Regions from separate parts of the Salmo salar genome. Here region 2 is linked to region 1. The links are chromatin contacts, called in public Hi-C maps. All regions are on one chromosome and are shown on one strand. Each heading gives the region's core, a stretch centred on a gene start, on an enhancer-like site or on the middle of the called end of the contact. The rest is flanking DNA. Distances are from core to core; before and after follow the strand shown. Region 1 overlaps LOC123744727 (a long non-coding RNA gene). Region 2 has its middle 85 kb from the start of LOC106612559.

Evidence for each region. Hi-C and Micro-C count contacts between places; a contact is called where the count stands out from the background.
Region 2: a Hi-C map of muscle shows a contact between it and region 1, with 10 times the contacts expected there. The contact joins two enhancer-like sites. A contact is called at or near these places in 2 of 3 Hi-C or Micro-C datasets (gill and muscle).

The regions. Positions count from the first base shown.
Region 1 is chrssa09:124,172,226-124,179,698 of Ssal_v3.1, reverse strand. All of the region lies in intron 1 of LOC123744727 (a long non-coding RNA gene), which reads right to left. Among protein-coding and RNA genes, the nearest start is that of LOC123744727, 25 kb to the right of the region's middle. Within about 2 kb of position 3,133, at least 7 of the 13 cell types and tissues checked have an H3K27ac peak or open chromatin away from gene starts, as enhancers often do. A contact at or near this core is called in muscle, where this site is marked.
Region 2 is chrssa09:124,272,004-124,279,773 of Ssal_v3.1, reverse strand. No RefSeq gene overlaps it. Among protein-coding and RNA genes, the nearest start is that of LOC106612559, 85 kb to the left of the region's middle. Within about 2 kb of position 1,608, at least 2 of the 13 cell types and tissues checked have an H3K27ac peak or open chromatin away from gene starts, as enhancers often do. A contact at or near this core is called in muscle, where this site is marked.

The DNA.
Region 1 (7,473 bases), core at 1,884-4,383:
ATAATAATGCCATAACAGCCATGTCATGAATATTTATGAAGGTATATTTTTATGGATTTACTATACTTCTGTGAAGTAGCTGACTTTTACTCAACATGCAACAAAAGTTCAACTTAAGGGAAATAATAATTTTCCCTCTGTAATGAAAATCAAAAGGACTCGCTGTCATATGATCGCCTTAAATCTATATTGACTTGAACCAAATTATACCGAAAAGGAACACTTTCACTACTCTTAATTCCACTTTCTGGTCATGAACCTGTTGCACTGGCCAACATCCACCAGCAGAGGACAGAGTAACCCCTCTGTCCCCTTTAACAAATTATTCTCCAGAAAGAACCATACCAGGTTCAATGCTATACAAAAAAAACTGGGTTAGGCTTCTGATCAGTCAGGTTCACGATGACAACAACAATCATAATCTAAAAACATAATTACATACAATTTCACAATGACACAGCAGATGGTCATGAGCAAATAAAACTGGCGGACATCTTGAAATGACTGTTTAGATAGGGTTGCTGTGCTGTGCTGAGGTTTTGCTTATTAAAAAATATCATGTGAGAAAAATCATATGATGGGAAAATCTGGGATCTTTCCCTCTTTACGTCCCTCTCTACATCCCTCCCTCCATCCCTCATTACATTCCTCTCTACATCCATCCCTCTCTACATCCCTCCCTCCATCCCTCTTTACATTCCTCTCTACATCCATCCCTCTCTACATCCCACCCTCCATCCTTCTTTACATTCCTCTCTACATCCATCCCTCTCTACATCCCACCCTCCATCCCTCTATATATCCCTCCCTCCATCCCTCTTTACATCCCTCTCTACATCCCTCCCTCCATCCCTCTTTACATCCATCCCTCCATCCCTCTCTACATCCATTCCTCCATCCCTCTCTACACCCCTCTCTACATCTCTCCCTCCATCCCTCCCTCCATCCCTCTCTACATCCATCCATCCATCCCTCCATCCCTCCATCCCTCCCTCCATCCCTCTACTGAACACGGTCCTTTTCTCTGTTAAATGACAGCTCACAGAGATCAAGCCCCTGGTGGAGCGCCAACACAACCAGCCTCTTTGTTCAGGTGAAGTTCTTCCCTGGTATCTCCGGCTCCCAAACTCCGAACTGCGTTTACTCAGCTTAAAGAAATGAGACGAGTCTTGTAGCTAGCTGCTTGGCGCCCACCCTCTTCCCCAGCCATCTCCATAGACAGAGGATGCGTCCCAAGTGGCACCCTATGTCCTATATTATGAACTAAAAAGCAAACAGGGTGCCGTTTGGGAAGCAACCATAGACAGAGAGGATGTAACAGCCAAGATAATCCAGTCATTCTTAGGGTGTAGGCCTACACTGCAAACATGATTTAAATGGTGATGGCATAACGTAGACATACTAGTGGAAAATGATATTAGGGATCATAAAATGCGTTGTAGAATTGTAACATATGTCTCTGTAGGTTCATAAAATGAAATCCCAGAGTAAATAATGTTCATAAAATGAAACCTCAGGGTAAACTAGGTTCATAAAATGAAATCCCAGGGTAAATAATGTTCATAAAATGGAATTCCAGGGTAAACTAAGTTCATAAAATGAAATCCCAGGGTAAACTAGGTTCAAAAAATGAAATCCCGGGGTAATCTAGGTTCATAAAATGAAATCCCAGGGTAAATAATGTTCATAAAATGGAATTCCAGGGTAAACTAAGTTCATAAAATGAAATCCCAGGGTAAACTAGGTTCAAAAAATGAAATCCCGGGGTAATCTAGGTTCATAAAATGAAATCCCAGGGTAAATAATGTTCATAAAATGAAACCCCAGGGTAAATAATGTTCATAAAATGAAACCCCAGGGTAAACTAGGTTCATAAAATTAAATCCCAGTGTAAATAATGTTCAGAAAATGAAATCCCAGGGTTAACTAGGTTCATAAAATGAAATCCCAGGGTAAATAATGTTCATAAAATGAAGTTCCAGGGTAAACTAGGTTCATAAAATGAATCCCAGGGTAATCTAGGTTCATAAAATGAAATCTCTGGGTAAATTGTGACAGTACCTAAGGAAACCACAGTGAAAACACTTTTAGCAAAGTGAAAAAAAACCCACATTTGTCATACCTGTCTATTGTATGAGAGGTAGCCCAGTGGGATGAATGTGTGGCTCACTGTGCTCACTGCCCTGACAGCTTCCCCACCCATCCCAGACACATTAACTATTAGCCCTGCAGCCTCGGCAGTTGTGTGTGTGTGGTGTATGTGTACAAGCATAAATCTGTGTCTACACACGTGTGCGAGGGTGCATGCGGGCACATTGGTCTGTGTGCATGTACAGTATGTGTGTAGGGATGGCTTGCTGTGTCTGCTAAAAATGGCTGAGCCCAGTCTGGCTGGCTCAGACAGAGGGAGAGAAAGAGAGAAGGTCAAACATTCATTTTACACTACCTTTACACACACTGACAGATGAGGTCTGCTTTGACCTAACTTCATCTGATCCACTCCTGTCTGTCAGTTCGCTGGTGGTGACTGCATGGTCAAGAAGCAGTTTAAAGGTTCTGCTTCTCCTGTGACACAGAAAGATAAGCTACACAATCTAACACTATGGGGAGAGGTCCAAATCACAGGCAAATACAAACACCAGTAAGGCAGTAACCCTTTGCGTTTCAATGCTTTTCAGCTGCCTATCAGTGCACAACCAACCGCCCAGGCAGGGACACTACCTGCGTCTCTCTACCATATAGCATATTTCCAGGAAGTGCAAGCCACTGTGGTGGGGCTCTGTGTGGACGTAATGGGGAGTTGTGGGGAGTGACAGTTAAAGGGGAGAGGGAGAAGGGGGGCATTGGAAAAGGGAGGTTGCAGTGTGCAGAAGTGTGTGTGGGGGGGGGGGGGGGGTCTGTTCATGTGTGCCAGGCACTGCACACAATGGGGTCCGCCCGCCCGCCACGGAGAGAGAGCAAGAGCAGGAAGGAATCTGGCCGCTCTGTTTCTCTCTACCTCCCTCATTCCCTCTCTCTCTCTCTGTCTCTCACTGAGTCAAATAGGAGAGGCGTGGCGAGGGGAGAGGAGAGGGGCGAGGCGAGGGGAGAGGGGCTGGCTGCACTCGGAGCACAGCACGGCCAGGCTGAACCGAGTGAACTGCACCAGAGTGTTTGCTGTGAGGTCAGAGAGTCCAACATTCCTCTGGAGCTGTGTGTTTACACTGCTCGGGAGAGAGAGAGAGTGAGAGAGAGCGAGAGAGAGAGAGAGCGAGAGAGACAGAGAGAGAGAGAGCGAGAGAGAGAGAGAGAGAGAGATGGGGCGCCAGGGGGGAACGAGGGGGCTTACAGAACGTGGAACAAATCAACGTCCTGTCCCTCTTTGTGCCATACAGTCCTGTCCTGCTCTACTCTACTCTACCGCTGAACCAATGCAACACTACACTATCACTTCAACCAGGCTTTTGAATCATCACAAACTTTGCATTATCTGTGAAGAAAAGCAACAGGCTGACAGAGTGTTTATTATCTACAGCCTGGGATCTAGTACAGATTTTTGTACGTTTGCTAGATGTGTGGTTTATTTAACGTTAATAATTTATGTGTTGAAAAGTTGGGGAAAAACTCTAAGGAGCAGAGTTAGATCTGGTAATCAAACACATATTTCTCTGTGCCTCTGGAGACACATGGAAAAGGACGTCCAACACTCCAATCATGTCAAAAACAATTGTACATTCTGCAGAGTGAATTTCTTTTATTTGTTTATGTAAAACTCACAAAGCGAGATTCTACATAAAAACTAGCTTGGCTTAACAATTCTGAAAACCCGGAGCCTATGGTAAAACTAGAAACTATTGATATTGGTATTTATATTTATTTAATTCTGTTTATTTTACATTTACTGTAGTATTTAAAATATATATATATATTTTCCATCGAACAGTCTTCAGTACAATTTTATTCCAATCACTACAAATGTAATGTTATTTGTTAGTATGTCATTGTACAATTCAAACCAATTATCTGGTATAAAAAAAACACCATCTGAAACATTCCATAAGGATCTCGTTCATAAAGTTGGTTTTCATTTCTAATGAAGAGACATAGTACAGTAAGTAGTTCCTATGGAATAATCTCAAATTTAAAAACGAAACTCTTTACAAAATCCTTGTATCATTATTATAGAAATATGTATTAAGTAGAAATTCTATATCACTAAACATGACTTTGGCTTAATACTAGGCAGAAATATGCTGTTCACCATTCATGTATATTGCTCACAATTATTGAAGAAAGGTCATTTAAAAAAAAGGTTATTTAAGAAAGGTTATTTAAGAAATGTTATTTAAGAAATGTTATTTAAGAAAGCATAAAAAAAACTGCTTGGCCAAAGATACAATTGTTTCATGATAGAGCCCCTCTACCAATAAATCAACCAGGCCTCTCTGAGATCTGGGCCTGTTTTCATAAAGCACTTAATAAATAAAAGGACATGGACAGGGAGGAGCTGATCCTAGACCAGCACTCTTAAACTGAGAAGTTTTGTGAAAATGAGTACTGGTCTGCTGTACTGGGACTAAGAGCTGGGACGATCAGAAGTGCAGTTCATCGGGGAGATTTTCATTCACTGAATAAAGATTTCCTTTCCCCCTCTCCTGGACAGTAAGACATACTACACTCTATTCACAGCACACATCTGCACTGCAGATTCCACAACGCCGAGCACTAACACTTTCGGTAAGAACATTTGGAAACTAAATGAATCTGTCCACTTTTGTAAATAACATGTAATATTATCTCTCAGTTAAAAGTATTCTTACAATATCAGAGGCTATAATGAAGAAAGTAAAAAGTTTACTGACTACACACTATAGAATTCTAAAGGGTTTTTTCTACAGTAATCCTACAAAATTCAGTGAGTTAAAAGAATATGTCAATGTAAAGATATTTGCTTTATGCTATATTAAAAATATGTATATTTAATTGTACTTCCAATTTGTAAAGTACAAACGTTTCTCTCCCCCTCTCTGTCTATCTCTCTCTGTTCTCCCTTAGTTTTCCATCAAACACTTTTTTTGTGGCTAAACTATCACACAATTTCTCAACAAAAGAAAAGGAAAATGTATTTGCCAGTGTTTTAGTAGTATATATAACAGGGGTCACCTCAGAACCAAAGAGTTCAGACTGCGCTCTTTCGGAAGCCTTAGCAATTGTGATAATAAATCACATTAAATCCACATAAAACAATCAAATGTTTTTATTCCAAATGATTGATTGCAGAAATAGTTTCTGTTTCATCTGCCATGCCATTATGTGCAATAAGGATCAGGTTATAAGGATCAGGCTATAAGGATCAAGTTATAAGGATCAGGCTATAAGGATCAGGTTATAAGGATCAGGCTATAAGGATCAGGCTATAAGGATCGGGTTATATGGATCGGGCTATAAGGATCGGGCTATAAGGATCGGGCTATAAGGATCAGGCTATAAGGATCAGGTTATAAGGATCAGGTTATAAGGATCAGGTTATAAGGATCAGGCTATAAGGATCAGGCTATAAGGATCAGGCTATAAGGATCAGGCTATAAGGATCAGGTTATAAGGATCAGGTTATAAGGATCAGGTTATAAGGATCAGGCTATAAGGATCAGGCTATAAGGATCAGGCTATAAGGATCAGGCTATAAGGATCAAGTTATAAGGATCAGGCTATAAGGATCAGGCTATAAGGATCAGGCTATAAGGATCAGGCTATAAGGATCAGGCTATAGGGATCAGGCTATAAGGATCAGGTTATAAGGATCAGGCTATAAGGATCAGGTTATAAGGATCAGGTTATAAGGATCAGGCTATAAGGATCAGGTTATAAGGATCAGGTTATAAGGATCAGGCTATAAGGATCAGGTTATAAGGATCAGGCTATAAGGATCAGGTTATAAGGATCAGGTTATAAGGATCAGGTTATAAGGATCAGGCTATAAGGATCAGGCTATACGGATCAGGTTATAAGGATCAGGTTATAAGGATCAGGCTATAAGGATCAGGCTATAAGGATCAGGCTATAAGGATCAGGCTATAAGGATTTTGATGCAAAGATGACCATTTGAAAATCCTCACATCTGGCACCAGCTAGAATGTAATCCCAGCAAATCAAACCTGAGTGTGAGACTATCGGTTGTCTGGCGTTCCAGACTGTTTAATCAATTTAGCTTCAGACTGCTGCATTGCAACACCAGTTGGTAGGAGATCAACTGCGCACCCCCTGACAAAAACAAATCTAATACTGAACTGCAGGGGAGGAATATGGCAAAATCCTGAAAAAGATTTCATCCATTTTAAATCTGCTGACTAAAGCTGAGGAATATCATGAGGCACTAAGACGATAGGGTGAGTTACAAAGTTGCTTAGATGATCTATTTTACATTTCAGAAGCTGAAATATAGGAGATTGAAAAGGCATTTTACTAGCTTCAGATGACAGCTACAATGTCACAGTATATTTTCATTCCAAACTGTTTTTAAAAGAACAGTAAACATTTGGAAACAAAAACAACAGCAGCTTATGGGGAACAAACAGGCACCAGACTATACAAACAAACTGAACCATCAAATTCACTCACTTTTTACCAACTTTCAATTTCATCAACATGTTTCAATATCACTGTAAAGCAAACGTTTATTCTTTGGTGTAACATATAATTCAATTCAGAACAATTTGAGTCAATTTAAATCTATCAGTTAAGTACTTGAGCTCTGTCCTTCAAATTATGAATGTCTACAGCAATAAAATCCAGTCACAGACAGGAAATGAGAGGAGGATGTGTGCTTTGCATCCAAAGGTTGAGCTATCCTTCATAGTTGTGTATTCTTTGGTAAAAGTCCTGACTTACAGTAACAATACAAAAGGTCCAAACTGACACATTGTGCATGAGTGTGTGACTGGTGGTTGCTTGGATAGGTTTACCAATGGCCTCAAAATGCTCACTGATTTACTAAACAGAAGCATGCACTCTTTAGTCCCACGCTCCCTATAGGTGAACAGCTCTAACACTACATTTTAACACTCAATTTAAGGGAAACATGCACTTAAAAAGCACTTAGTAACAACTGACAGGTAAGAGATAATTAAAAAGTATCTTAACCCTGCGAAGAGCTGGAAAAGGGGGATGAGAGAGAGACAAGGTGGTGGTTTTGGCAGTTCAGCTACCGGCTAAGGGGATAGGGGACGACGGGAGAGCGAGAGGGAGAACTCACTCAGGCTCCGAGCAGTAGACCTGGGGGCCAGTGCCTCAGAGCTCTGGCCAGACCTCCATTCCTCAGCCCCCTAGGGGGTACAGCCACATTTACAGCCCCAGCAGCCAGCCCTGCCACAGGGGAGCGTAGCCAGACACCCACTCAGGACACCCATCCCCAAAAACAAACCACTCCGGGAGGGAACCACCGCAAAAGAAGAGGCGGCAGGAGGTTTCCAATGCAGCTGGGCACCGGGCAGCTGC
Region 2 (7,770 bases), core at 359-2,858, 100 kb before region 1:
AGACGAACTATGGAAGTTGGAAGTTGAATATGGAAGTTGAATTGCTCTCTGATTCAGAGGGGTTGAGTTAAATGCATTCAGTTGTGCAACTGACTAGGTATCCCCTTTCCCTAATTGTTAGTTACATTTTAACTTGAATGTTGGCTGTATGGTTCATATACAGCACATTATCACACACATATTTTTTATCATAACAAGGTGCACTCTTGTCTGCCCAATCAGGACATTTGTAGGTATATTTGTCCACTTAGCCCTTTTGGCTCAAGAGCATCCCCAGGGGCAACAGTTCTGTATGGCCTCATCTTTAATCTCTCTCATTCCTTTGCGCCAGCTCATTGTTGTGTTCCACCTGAAAAGAACCCTCTGACATTGCGGAAAGAAACGCTCCCAAACATACTTAATAATCTTGAACTTCAAACACGACTTCAAACAACACTGTTATAGTACAGGGAATTAAATCCTGAAAGGGACATTATCATATATTGCCCAAAGAGTAACCAACTGGGCAGTCTCCCTCAGCAAAAATACCCTGTCGGGAACCGCTATTAGAAATGTTTGCTCCTTCTCAACTGTCTCCTCTCTGTTGTTTCTCTGACTAAACTCGTCTGGCTGTATTTATTTTCAGATCTGACTCGTCCTGGTCAACCACAGACAGTGGACCCAGACATGCTGTGCTCGAATGAATCCAAGTATATTTGTTGTGTAGGCTACAGATTCTTTTAAAAGCTCAATGACGATGTACTGTAACAGACTGCTCTCCAGTCTTTCTTTCTCTGCTCTAAAAAGCACTCCACACTTACGACGTTCTAAATTGAGCTGCTGTGCTCCTCTCTTCCTCCCCCCTCTCCTCACCTCTCCATTCTCATCTGTCCATCAGATTCTGAGGGCAGCTCAGACAGAGAGCACTGACACCACAGTGTCAGGATTTCTCTGACGCTGTGATGCATTTAGCCCCCACGGTTGTTCAGAAAACGCATACCTGCAGTCAGAAAAGCTCCTTCACCGGCCCACTCAACTGTTCACAGTAACTGTGCCGCCATACCAGGCATGCTCTTGTCCTTGGCTTTTTTGTTTTCCTTTTAAGAGTGTAGGGCTCCATTTGGGATCCAGACAAGCTTTTCTTCTTTTGTCGAATAGCTTCGTCGTTCTCAAGGCTACCACTAGAGGTCTCACGTGTTCGGTTTCAGAGCTGTCAGAGAAAGACCTGCTTGTTGAAGAAGTTAATTCCTCCCTATTTCTCTTTTCAAGTCGATAAGTTATTCATCTCTTTCCAAATCACAATCACTGTTTATGTGAGTAACGGATGCCAATGCACTGAGAGAAACTACATTGTTCAAGATTTGAGACCATCAGTTCTAGATTTTGTTATGGAATATTCCACATCATGGTATCACTATCGACCTTTGTAGACAACAATGATTCGCTAAACAGGGCTTAAGAAATGACCCCAAACTTAAGTGTCCAGGCCCTGACCCTCCCTTCAACTGGTGTAATTTCATGTCAGTCACAGATTGGTCTCTCCCTCCCACTCCCCCCTATACAACAGCCAGTTGTTCTGTTGGTGACCTGTCAGTGCATCGGAGGGAGCAGCGTTGAGGTCGGTGCCTCTTATCAGCCCCAGCAGACGCAACAGTGGGCTCCAGTGTGTACTGCAGCCAGGAAACGGCCCGGGCCTTGGGAGGACGATGAGCAGATGCTGGGGAGGAGGGGTTGAGAGGGGTAGTCTGGATAAACAGCCTGTACTGTCATGGCCAGGCAGCGTTCACCGTACACAGCACAGACTGGACCGTGCAGAACACACACACACATCTCAAGGCATTGTTAAACCAATAGCTTACCCAGTTCACAAATGTGTGCATGTCACAGTTTCGGATGAACGTCTTCCGATTTTAACAATTGTCAGCCCCATATATAGTAATTTTCCGGCACCATGGTTCTGAGACTCCTACATTGCTTCTGGTAAGTACTCAAACAACCCTGTTACATAGTCCTGTAGCCTACAGTACCCCTCTAGTGGGCCTCAGATTGCTAAGGATTCTCACTGGCCAGAGATTCTCAGCCTGGAATCTCCTCCAGCAGAGGGCATGCTTGATATCACACCATCTGTGTTGCCTCCTCAACAAGACATTTATTACTACCACATTACAGTGTTCCAAGACCCAATCAAACTGATAAACATCATTAGTCAACTCCCTTGTCGAACCCTCATGTATAGAGAGGTGAATGACCTCAAAAGCAAAGAGAAAAGTATTGTGTCCTGTATGCTGGGACTTCAGATATGTGTGTAGTTAGTAACTGTATAGATATTTTATTTTTTACCTTTTATTTAACTAGGCAAGTCAGTTAAGAACAAATTCTTATTTTCAATGACAGCCTAGGAACAGTGGGTTAACTGCCTTGTTCAGGGGCAGAACAACAGATTTCTACCTTGTCAGCTTGGGGATTCGATCTTGCAACCTTTCGGTTACTAGTCCAACACTCTAACCACTAGGCTACCTCGAGAGAGAAGGGAGATCTCTTGCTTAGTCATAATTCGTTTTTTTATTGTATGATACAGGCTATATTAGCCTTTTAATTAACAGAACTTAGACGTTTCCAACTTTTTCACTTTATTAGAATTATACAAAATAGGGCCCTCCCGAGTGGTGCAGCGGTCTAAGGCACTGCATTGCAGGGGTTTGATCCCAGGCTGTGTCATTACCGGCCGTGACCAGGAGTCCCATAGGGCGGTGCACAATTGGCCCAGCGTCGTCCAGGTTTGGGGAGAGTTTGGCCGGGGGGGCTTTACTTGGCTCATCGCACTCTAGTGGCTCCTTGTGGTGGGCCGGGCGCATGCAGGCTGACTTCGGTCGTCAGTTGAACAGTGTTTCCTCCGACACATTGTTGCAGCTGGTTTCCGGGTTAAGCGAGCGGGTGTTAAGAAGCGTGGTTTGGCGGGTCATGTTTCGGAGGACGCTTGACTCGACCTTCGCCTCTCCCGAGCCCGTTGAGGAGTTGCAGCGATGAGACGAGATCGTAATCCCGAAATTGGGGAGAAAAATAGGGTCAAAAACAAAGTAGTGTGGATATATTTTATACATTGAAGATAACACAAAACTGCGAGACAATAACATTCATGGCATAATTGCACATGAGACAAAATTACCATAATAAAAGTAACAATCCGCAGTCTTTATTTTAAGATGTAAATATCATACACATATTAAAACAATATGCCACTGCAGTTACTGAATTTAAAACTACAAATCTAGGCTAACAAGAAGCAATCTGAGTTAAATTCATAAGATGGAAACATGACAACAGAGTTGCTGCTGGCAGTTTCACAGTTTGACTGTGTTAGTTTAGCTGTGAAAGATCAGTCGAGGAAAAAGGGAGGGAAACGTCAAGTAAATGGAGGAAGCTATGCTAAGCGCGTTATGATAGCATTACGCCGACAATCCAATTGGCGGGACGAGTGAGCCTCTCATGTATGTCGATGATAACATGTTTATACGCTGCGTGGCTATACGTCCCCATGAACACACACTGAGTCATCATCTATATGACACTGCAATCTATATGACACCATGCCCTTCCTTCATAAAGGAAGGAAGGGCACTCTCCTCGAGTGTTCCTACCATTATCAGACCGTTAGAGCCCACTGTGTGAAGTGTCTATCATGGCCAATCCAATCAGAGGACCATGGAGGCTCCTCAGTACAACTCAGTAGGAGGTTGAAGGTCAGCGACGGGCAGTGAACAGTGTGGGTGCACGTGTGTGTGGTGTGTGGTTTCTACAGCCACTTGACCAGAGGAAGAGAGTCCACCTTTACCACTTCCCAGGGGTCAAGAGGTACCTGACCCACTGATTGGTTGGTAGCTGAAAGGTCAATAGGCTGGTAACTGATGGCTGGTCAAGGACAGGCTTGCGATAGAGAAGGCAGGCCGTTGTGGACAGCAAGACACAGCCATTGTGGTCTATTGTGAGCACTGGTAGGGGGAACTCATAAGGCTCTTTCTCCCTGAGAAATCTTTGGATGTCCAGGTTGAAAGAGAGTTATCCTTGTGGACATGTCAAGATAATGACATTTTAACTTGCATCATAAGGGTGCCTTGGTATTGTTTTTTTATATGAACATTTCTGTTTCAATAGCTATTTTAGGTTTCCATCCACTTGTCAAAAGATTTTCAAGTGAATACTTTAATATTCACACAAAAAGAGATGCCCATTTTACAGGCAGCGGTGTGTTTCCATCAAAGTGGCTTGTTACGAATAAAAAGCTGTGCATGATTACGTAGTGCACATCAAAAGCACTTTGTCGTCGGACCACACAACGTAGCATCGTGTGACTGCAAATTTACTGCGACATGATGGCTCTTCTATCAAAAGATGCGAAAAACAAAAATTCACTGCCATTTGTCGCATTATCTATTTCACAGACAAAAAAAGGGTCCACCCTTTCAAATGTATTTTGGTTTTGTCAACATTTAGGGAAGCTTACCTACAATTGCTTTTTTTTTTTATCCGACAGGTAGCCTACTTTTTACTTACATAAAAAGGGTTGGACGGAAACATGGTTATTCACTAACCTGGCTAAGTAAGAAGGTAACGTTTCTCTGAAGGTGAATGATGCTCAACTTGTATTAAGTTCTTTGCTAAGAAATCGATGAATGTCTTGAGTATCTGTGTACCCTTCCAAGTGGGAAGAATTTGGCACAGGACGTCATAATGATGTTTCTTTGTAAGTCGCTCTGGATACAAGCGTCTTCTAAATGACTACAATTGGAAGATGTCATTTCTGGTTGTAAACTTGTTTTCAATAGATAGCCTCACCATATAAGATGTGTAAAAAAAAACGTCAGTACCATGATGTCACAAAAAAAAACATCCGCCTAACGTCATTGCAACCAGTTCTGCCCACTGGGTAAAGTGTTGGGTGAACATTAACATTTAGTATTAAAAGCAAATGACTGCTGGGACTGTCTAGCAGGATAGGCTGCCGAAAGCCAAGTTCAAACTTTCAATCACTTCCTTCTGCTTTGGGAGACGTGAAGATTGACCTGGTCAGAGAAAGTAGATAGGGCTGGTGGTTTAGGTAGACTACTCTGGGTATTGGTCCATTCCAACATTCATGCCCTTGAGGTGTCTTTAGTGTGTGCCTGTTTCTCCCCTTCATGAAGTTTCGGAAACTTTGAACATAATTTACCCCGCTCTAGACAGTCACTAGATGCTTGACTGTAAACTTTGTATGTTTGTTTTTTCACCTTCCTTTATGGCCAGGGTTTCATTCAAAGAGTAGTTGGGACTTTTATTGTCATGTAATACTGGTTCTATTATACCAAATCTTGGGAGTTAACCACTCCTTACTGTGGAACCACTCCTTAGTGTGGAACCACTCCTTAGTTTGGAACCACTCCTTACTGTGGAACCATTCTTTAGTGTGGAGCATGTGTGATGACTATGGTTTTCAGGGAATACAAATCAGGAAAATAGCACTTTGCATTCTCAACATTTCTAATAACTCCCATTTACTACCATCTCACACACACACACACACACACACACACACACACACACACACACACACACACACAATCAGTCCAATCTTGACCTTTCCAATAAATATACCTTTCAATCCACTTCATCCCCGAACTCGGCTACCATATTAATTGTCTGGATGGCTAGCACTGTCCTGGTGCTGTGTGGGGTTTTATTGGAGGATCATGCAGGCCTTTCTAGCCAATTGGAGAGATTGGTGCTGTTTCTCTCCTAGCAACAAGACTCCCTAGCTGTGCTGTGCTGCCAGCTAACTGACACCCAGCAGAAATGGGTTTTTCTTTCCTTTTCCTTTCAGTCCATCTTTCTTTCATTCTTGTTATCGTTGACGGTTTTATGTCATCAAACATACCGTAGCCGTCCACAAATTGTGAAGCTGCCTCTGGCCACAGTATAAATAACAGTAGACTAGAGTACACAGGTCCTTACTTGGTGTGAGTGTCATAAGATGCATCATTTACCAGTATTATCTTTGACTTGAGTGAAAAAAATCTAATGTACAATTCATTTTCTGTAATTTCTTTAAAAGCATTTATCATTGATACAAAGGAGAGGATGTGAATTAGAACAGAGAAATTAAGTCAAATCTTCCAAGTCAAAGAAAGAGACGGGTAGATGAAACCATAGTCTGCAGTGCAGTCATATTGTGAGATAAATCATGAGACAGAACATCTTATTTATATCGCTGCAATAATGACAAATCCAATTCTGTCTTCCTCCAACTCCCAAATGGCACCATATCCCCTATATACCTATAATGCATGACTTCTGACCAGAGCCCTATGGGTCCTGGTCTAAACCAGTGCACTTTATAGGGTATAGGATACCATTTCAGACTCATTCGAGGTGTGCTACCACGCTGGACAGCGGCCACTATCATATTCTCTCCATGGCGACTGCTGACCCCTTTCAGTGCATACTTCCTAATAATAGCGGGCCTGGTCAGGTTGCTATGTTTAGCTAAGTTTCAGTGAGTTTCCATCAGGACTGGGGCTAGCTGCCCATCTCCTCAGAGTGGACAAGGTTGAGAAGGCTTACCCCCTCCTAGCTCTTCTGCTGTTTCAGCATCAAGCTCAGGGATCAACCCTCAGCTCAACATACACACAAGCACGCACAAACACAAACACACACACACGGATGTGCTCACACACCAACTTAATGGCAACTTAAGGACACAACTGTGAAGCGTGTGAAAGACAAACTTGACTTTTAAACCCTCTGGCTCAAACATGACCTCTTGTGAGAACATTTTGGAGCAATCCCAGTGTCCTGATAGTCCTGCTGCCCCCCCCCCAATCAAACAAATTCATGAACTGCATTTAGTCCTTTTCTTAGATGCCGGTTTAAGTTTTATTCAGCTTCCTCCCACTTCCACACTATTGGCCACTTGCCCTGCCCTGGCCATGTTTTAAGACATTAATACAGATTTTTTAAATTATTTGTAAATATTTGTAGAAGGCTGTTGGCACTCTACTGAATCATTTTCACCTCTTTAACACTGTGTCTAAGTACATACTTGTTTGCCAAATACCACAGACTCCCTTACGTACGGTGGCCTACTAAGCACAAACCATATATGCATGTACATATAAATCGTTTTACACATATTGCTCATTGTAGATGTAAATGTCTCTTCCTTAATGTCATTGATGCTTTACATTTTTTTTACATAGCCTAAAATGTGAGGCTTGTGAGTTTTTATTTTTTGGTCTCCAATGTTAGACATCTCCCCAGCATTGAACAAGGCTGGAGGTGTTCTGTAGCTACAGAGACTCCCTGTGGCTTAAACCAATACAATCCCTTCCATGTGGCGAGAGGGTTATAGTAAGCCCCATAGGCATCTCTGAGGAGGGTACGAGTTTGAAATGAAGACGTTAACAGCACAGGCACAACCTACCGAGTCGATGCTTTGCTTGCATGTGCATTTGATGTTATTTTCCTGTGAACTCTTGTTCCTTCAGTCGTTGTGAGGGTTCTCTGGTCTTCAAGAGTGATTGTCTGTCTGTCCATCCATCCATCTGTCAATGGCGGCGCCTGGAACTGGGTGACTACAGACGGGCACAGTGTAGATATGATCATTTCCTCCTGTGATTGAATAACCCCCAACCCCCAAGCACACGGTATCCTGGCAACATAAAAGCCACGCTTGTTGTTTGACCTGTGTTGCACCGCTGATCACCTATTGTTCTGGCTCATTAATATCCGTTGCAAATCTGCTTATTCTCCAGATTCCAT